2 separate regions of the Callithrix jacchus genome follow, and region 2 is linked to region 1. Evidence: chromatin contacts called from public Hi-C data. All regions are on one chromosome and are shown on one strand. Each heading gives the region's core, a stretch centred on a gene start, on an enhancer-like site or on the middle of the called end of the contact. The rest is flanking DNA. Distances are from core to core; before and after follow the strand shown. Region 1 holds the start of SLC51B (SLC51 subunit beta). Region 2 overlaps UBAP1L (ubiquitin associated protein 1 like).

Region 1 (3,181 bases), core at 633-3,132:
TTTTTTTTTTTTTGAGACGGAGTCTTGCTGTCTCGCCCAGGCTGGAGTGCAGTGGCATGAGCTCCGCTCACTGCAACCTCCACCTCCCAGGTTCAAGCAAGTCTTCTGTCTCAGCCTTCTGAGTAGCTGGGACTACAGGCACATGCCACCATGCCCAGCTGATTTTTGTATTTTTAGTAAAGATGGGATTTCACCATGTTTCCCAGACTAGTCTTAAACTGGTGATATCAGGTGATCCACTCACCTCAGCTTCCCAAAGTGCTAGGAATACAGGCGTGAGCCACTGTGCTTTCTGAGACTTTCAAGGACTCAGCTGCACACTGCCTACTCACTTGTTTGAGGGAGAGTCTAGCTGTCTATCTACCTACCTACCTACCTACCTACCGATCTAAAATTATGGAAAGACAAAGTTACAGGAATGGCTAACAGATGTGATCGGTGTTCTAGCTCCAACTGACTGTCCAGAGCACCGTCTCAGATGTAAGCGTACCTGGATTGATTGGTAACATCAGCCACAGGCCCCTGTCTCATATGCGGACCCCCTGAACTCACAGAGAAAAGTGTAGAGGTCGAGAAACCAAACAGTCTTCCTCTAGGGTGTGGGAAGAGGCTTAGACACACAGGGCATTCATGTTGACCCCGTCTACACTGTGTGGTTTCTTATGAGTACACACTGCCTTCATGAGAAGAATGCATGCAATTACAGTTTTCAATGTGTATGTGTATTTATCTGCATATGTTTAATGTATATTTTGTCTGTTTGTAGACTTTTCTTTTTTTTGAGATGACGTTTCATTCTTGTCGCCCAGGCTGGAGTGCAATGGTGTGATCTCAGCTCACTACAACCTCCACCTCCCAGGTTCAAGCGATTCTCCTGCCTTAGCCTCCCAAGTAGCTGGGATTACAGGCACGTGCCACCACACCTGGCTAATTTTTGTATTTTTAGTAGAGACAGCATTTTATCATGTTGGCCAGGTTGGTCTCAAACTCCTGACCTCAGGTGATCCACCTGCCTCGGCCTCCCAGAGTGCTGGGATTACAGGCACCATGCCCAGCTAATTTTGTATTTTTATTTATTTATTCATTTATTTATTTTTAGAGACAGAGTTTCACTCTCGTCGCCCAGGCTGGAGTGTAATGTCACGATCTTGGCTCACTGCAACCTCCACCTCCCGGGTTCAAGTGATTCTCCTGCCTCAGCCTCCTGAGTAGCTGGGATTACAGGCGCCTGCCACCACACCCAGCTAATTTTTATATTTTTAATAGAGATGGGGTTTCACCACATTGGTCAGGCTGGTCTCGAACTCCTGATCTGGGGTGATCCACCTGCCTCAACCTCCCAAAGTGCTGGGATTATAGCAGGCCTGAGCCACCAGGCCTGGCCAAACACATACTTCTATCGAAGCACATATCCAGTTTGCTTCTAGAGAGAGCATCATATTGTCACTTTCATGAATAAATTAAACCTTATGCCTTATTTGCATGTCATTAGTTTTGCCTTTAATGTTCTTTTCTTTTTCCAGGATCTCATTTAGGATGTCATACTGCATTTAGTTGTCTTGTCTCATTTAGGCCCCTCTGGGAGACCCCTGCGTTTTAAACAGGGTTTAACCATCTGCTGTCGGACTGTGATTTCTTCCCAAAGACCTGGGCCACCCATCCCCAAGGCAAGATGAGGACACTCACCCTGGGTCCTGAGTTCCTGGGGACTGCCTTGATCTGCTGTTGGGAGCTGCACCGATTTCTGTATCTTCCTCTTCCTCCTCTTATTGGGACAACAGGATTGTCTTTGCACATGAGCTCTCCCAGGCAGTCACAGCTGTTACTTAGGAGACAGTGCCTGGAGAGCCTGCGGCAGCTGGGCTCATCTGGTAGCTCTGCCCTTAGCACACGCCCAGGCCTAGAGCCTTCTCTACCACTCCGGGGTGACTGACCTCTTGAATGAGTGGCCTCAGAGTGCAAACAAGCGCCACCTGACTTTCACAATCTGAAAGCACCATGAGCCCAGTTCTTTCTTTGTTACATGTTGGCTTCAAGTAAAGAGAATACATCCAGATCCTCTGGACGGGCAGGAGAATGGGCTGCAGAGAACCTGCGGTCTGTGGGTTCCAGCACTGCAGGGGAATATGTGGTGTGCCCACTCCAGGTCTCTAATTCCCAATATCATCAATATTTAACCATGGAGCAAGGAGCCAGGGCTGGCCTTTTACAACCTGTGCTTTCTCATAGCGAAGGTCGTGGTATCATGTGAATTCCTCACAAGGAGCTATAAAATAAGACCTTTGGAGGTGGGGGTTGGGAAAGCATCTGTGAGAACCAGTGACCCAGAGAGCAGGAAGCAGGCCAAGGCAAGCAACTTGGTGGGGAAGCAGGAATGAGGTGCTCCTCCCACCAGGCCAGCTCCATTCAACTCTGATAGTCTGTGGACTTTTCCACAAACTGGCTCCTTGCATCTTAAGCAACTGTTGGTTTAGCAAGGAGTGGGCTTATTTCTTATTTCACAAATGAAACAGAGGCTGAGTGAGGTCACATGTCAAGCCCAAGCTCCTCTATGACTTAAACAGTTTTCAGCAGGGGGCAGAGGAAAGAAGACCCAGCAGGGAACCTAGGGGCTGCCTGGAGCGCCAGCTCCACCCCATTTTTTTTTTGAGACCGGAGTCTTACTCTGTTGCCCAGGATGGAGTGCAGTGGCATGATCTCAGCTCACTGCAACCGCCGCCTCCAGGGTTCAAGCGATTCTCCTGCCTCAGCCTCCTGAGTACCAGGTATGCACCACCATTCCTGGCTAATTTTTGTATTTTTAGTAGAGACAGGGTTTCACCATGTTGGTCAGGCTGGTCTTGAACTCCTGTCCTTGTGATTCGCCCGCCTCAGCCTCTCAAAGTGCTAGGATTACAGGCATGAGTCACTGCGCCTGGCACTCCTCCTCATTTTGTAATGCATTCATTTATTCATTGAATAAATGTTGCCTGAGCATCTACTGTGTAATACATGATAAATAAGACCGGTGAGGACCCTGCTCTCTTGGAGCTCAAACTCCGCAGGAGATAGCCAACAAAAACGTAAGCAAAAACATAACTAAAAAATACTTACAGCTAGTGATAATTTCTGTGAATAATTTAAAGAACATAATGATATAGAACAGGATGGGGTGGGGGAGCCATGATTACTGTATTACTAT
Region 2 (3,562 bases), core at 127-2,626, 60 kb before region 1:
TTCACTGGAGAAAATGTTTAAGTAGTTATTGCTCAACTACATACTGAATGGCAAAGGGATTTAGATGTTGGGTGTCATTACATTTCATTCTATTAACGAATTCATCACGTTGTCATTTGTGCCAGGTTGCCATTAAACTGTTACTGGTATTCATCGACCACAGTGTTAGCTAAAACCGAGAGAAAGATGGGCTGTGATGGAAGCCCGAGGCTCAGAATCTGACGCTGCCAGGCCTAGAGCGTCTCTGGCTGAACAGGGTCCCCCAGGATAGGGGTTAGGGTTATGTCTCCAGGGACCTGGTTTGCCCGCGGCTTTCCAGCGCCTTCTTTCCGCAGCACGACTTCAGTCTGGAGAGGAGGGCACTCTTCTGGGTGGAGGCCGCCAGCCGGGGACCCAGCCCGTACCAGTGCGGTGACCCGGGGACAGCGTCAGCCCCTCCAGCCTGGCTCTTGCTGGTCAGCCCCGAACATGTGCTGGCGCCTGTGCCAGCAGCCATCAGAGACCCGGAGGCCGGACCCCAAGAGAGGCCGAAGGAGGAGGGCGAGGATGAGGAAGAAGCCTCCTCTGGCAGCGAGGAAGACCCGGGCCCCTGCAGCCTCCCGGCAAGCCCCGTCCCGGGTCGTCGCCTGTGCTCGCTGGACCTGCTGCGTGGCGTGCGGTCGGAGCTGGCGGGGGCGCGGCGACGGCTCTCCGAGGGGAAGCTCGCCGCCCGGCCCCGCGCCCTCCTGCACGGCCTCCGCGGCCACCGCGCGCTGAGCGTGTCATCCAGACCCGCGTCACCCCTGGGGCCCGCGTCACCCCCGGGGCCCGCGTCACCCCTGGGACCCGCGGCCCAGCCCACCGCTGCCCCCGCGTCGCCCCCGCGGCCCTCCACGGCCGGTGCCATCCCTCCGCTGCGGAGCCACAAGCCCACGGTCGCGGTAAGAACTCTGCCTCCCTCTGAGTCCCTCCAAGGCCGCCACTCAGCAGCCCAGTCCCCTTGATCTGGGTGTCCAGCCCGGCCCGCAGCCTCAGTCCCCTCCTCTGAGCGCTTCTGCATCCTCCCTTGACCTGCTCCCACCTGGGCCTGTACCGTGTTGTCCCCCTGCGGCCCTAGAGTAGAGTAGTCCCTGCCATACCCCCGTTTACCACTATGCCTGCCTTGCCTTTTTTTTTTAGGGCGCAGGTCACAGTGGTTTTAATTATCCTGGACCTGTCTTTTCCAACCAAGGATGAGCTCTTTGGGGCAGGGACGGGATCGCATTGACGTTTGTTTCCAGAGCACCCAGCTGCCGACTTGACCCATAGAGGGCGCTCAGTGGATGTCTGCTGAATTAATGAACAAAGCGCAAATCTCGGGCTTCCCACTGGGTGGTGTTTGCTGTGGGCTGAGGAGCTGGAATATTCAATGGATAGTTACTTCCTGCCAGACACTGGGTTGGAGTGTCAAAACCACAGGATAGGGAGGGTTGGCCACGAGGGTGCGGGACCAGACCCTGCACTGTACCGCGGGATCAGGTGCTGAGGGAGAGTCAGGGCTGCTGCCGGCTGGAAAGGCTTCAGGATGGAGGAAGTGAACCCTGAAGAGCAGGGACAAGTGACCCTACAGTGGAACCACAGAAGCTTAAAGGTCCCTTCCAAATTGTTTAAGTGTCAGACTCCACAAAACATGGGTCAGGATTGGCAGCAGAAGGTGGTAGTGGGGCATAGCTTTCTGCCCCCAAGCAGCCCCACAGTCAGCCCAGGAGATGCTGCAGAATAAGCCAAGGTAGAATTCAATCCGAAAGACAGAGACCTGATGTCTGGTTTCTTTCTTTCTTTTTTTGAGACGGAGTCTCACTCTGTCGCCCAGGCTGGAGTGCCGTGGTACAGTCTCAGCTCACCACAACCTCCACCTCCTGGCTCAAGTGATTCTCCTGCCTCAGCCTCCTGAGTAGCTGAGATTACAGGTGTGTACCACTATGCCTGGCTAATTTTTGTATTTTTAGTAGAGATGGGGTTTCATCATGTTGGTCATGCTGGTCTCGAACCCCCGACCTCGTGATCCCGCCCACCTCAGCCTCCCAAAGTGCTGGAATTACAGGTGTGAACTACCACACCCAGCCCTGAGGTCTGGTTTCTTAACATGCACCAGTGTGTGACCTTAGGCAAGTCACGGAATGACCACTTCTCTACCTGCATAGTGAGCCAGCAACCGTTCACACAGTTGTTGAGAGCATACATAGTAGAGAAGAGGCTCTGTAGGTGGGGATAAGCCATGCCCACATCCAAGACCAGATGTTGATGCCAGGATGGCTCTGCCCTGGTCAAGATTGATTGAATTCTCCCAGCAACCCTGTGGGGATGAGACAGTATCCTGTAGATGATGGAAAATGAAGCAGAGAGTGGCGAAAAATCTTTTTCAAGGACATAAGAGTAGACTCAGCTCCTACTTTGAAGTTCTCCACCCTTGAGGTAGTAAAGGGCAGACCCTAGGATGAGGTCGTGTGGGGGGGAGCACTGAGAAGATGCTGATGGGTGGGAATTCGTGTGTGTTACGTATACACTCCCTCCCAGGAGCCAGGTGGCGGCTGGGTTTTCCCTAGGAGAAGGGGACAGGATGAAATATTCAGGGCTGGCAGAGAGGTACTTCCTCACAGGAGAAGGGTTGGGGTGACGACAGCCAAACCAATTGGAATTCCTTCAAGTCATTCTCCTTAATCCGGGGTCTGTTTTGGTTTCTCCAGCATCATAACTGAAGGGCTGGTGTTCCCAGTTCCTACTCTGCTCCATGCCCTGCCAAACCCCAGCCCAGCCAAACTTTAGTTTGGCCCCCCAAGGAGGGCCTGGTTGGGAAGACGTACCCCTTCTCCTCCCTCACCAAAGTATGGGGCAGCAAACCTGAGTAGGGTGGGGGTGCCAAGCGTGCGTTGCTCAGTCTGGTCATTAACATCTCTGAACCTTGATTTCAGTGTCTGCAAAATAAGACAGAAGGGACCTCACATTCCTTTTACTAGTCACTTTCCTCACATTGTCTTTTTTTTTTTTTTAGACAGTTTCACTGGTTGCCCAGGCTGGAGTGCAATGGTGTGATCTCAGCTAACTGCAACCTCTGCCTCCTGGCTTCAAGTGATTCTCCTGCCTCAGCCTCCCAAGTAGCTGGGCTTACAGGCATGCACCACCACACCTGGCTAATTTTGTATTTTTTAGTAGAGGCAGGGTTTTACCATGTTTGTTGGGCTGGTCTCGAACCCCTGACCTCAGGTGATCCACCTGCCTCGGCCTCCCAAAGTGTTGGGATTACAGGTGTGAGCCACTGTGCCCAGCCCCTCATATCGTCTTATTTAAGCCTCATAAGAGTCCTGTGAAGTAGCTTAGGGATTGCCCTTATTTTTCGCATGAGTAAACTGAGTAAGCATTAGAGAGTTGCGGTCTGCAGGACTCTAAGCCCTCCATAATATTAGCCCCTACAAAGAAGGTGGTACATAATGGAATTTTTTTTAATGTCCAGCCCAACTGGGTGTCACTTCCTGTGGTAACTGACATGTCCAGCCTGTCTGTATTTCAGTCCCTCAGCCCGTACACCTGTCTGCCACCTCTTGGG

Evidence for each region. Hi-C and Micro-C count contacts between places; a contact is called where the count stands out from the background.
Region 2: a Hi-C map of induced pluripotent stem cells shows a contact between it and region 1, with 1.8 times the contacts expected there. The contact joins the enhancer-like site here to the promoter of SLC51B in region 1. A contact is called at or near these places in 3 of 3 Hi-C or Micro-C datasets (induced pluripotent stem cells and skeletal muscle).

The regions. Positions count from the first base shown.
Region 1 is chr8:12,071,815-12,074,995 of calJac240_pri, reverse strand. It overlaps SLC51B (SLC51 subunit beta), which reads right to left and starts at 1,882. Exons shown (of 4, transcript XM_002753239.6): 1 at 1,687-1,882.
Region 2 is chr8:12,131,350-12,134,911 of calJac240_pri, reverse strand. UBAP1L (ubiquitin associated protein 1 like) reads left to right here. Exons shown (of 6, transcript XM_002753241.6): 3 at 336-920; 4 at 3,527-3,562. Among named protein-coding and RNA genes, the nearest start is that of RASL12, 14 kb to the right of the region's middle. Within about 2 kb of position 1,376, at least 5 of the 16 cell types and tissues checked have an H3K27ac peak or open chromatin away from gene starts, as enhancers often do.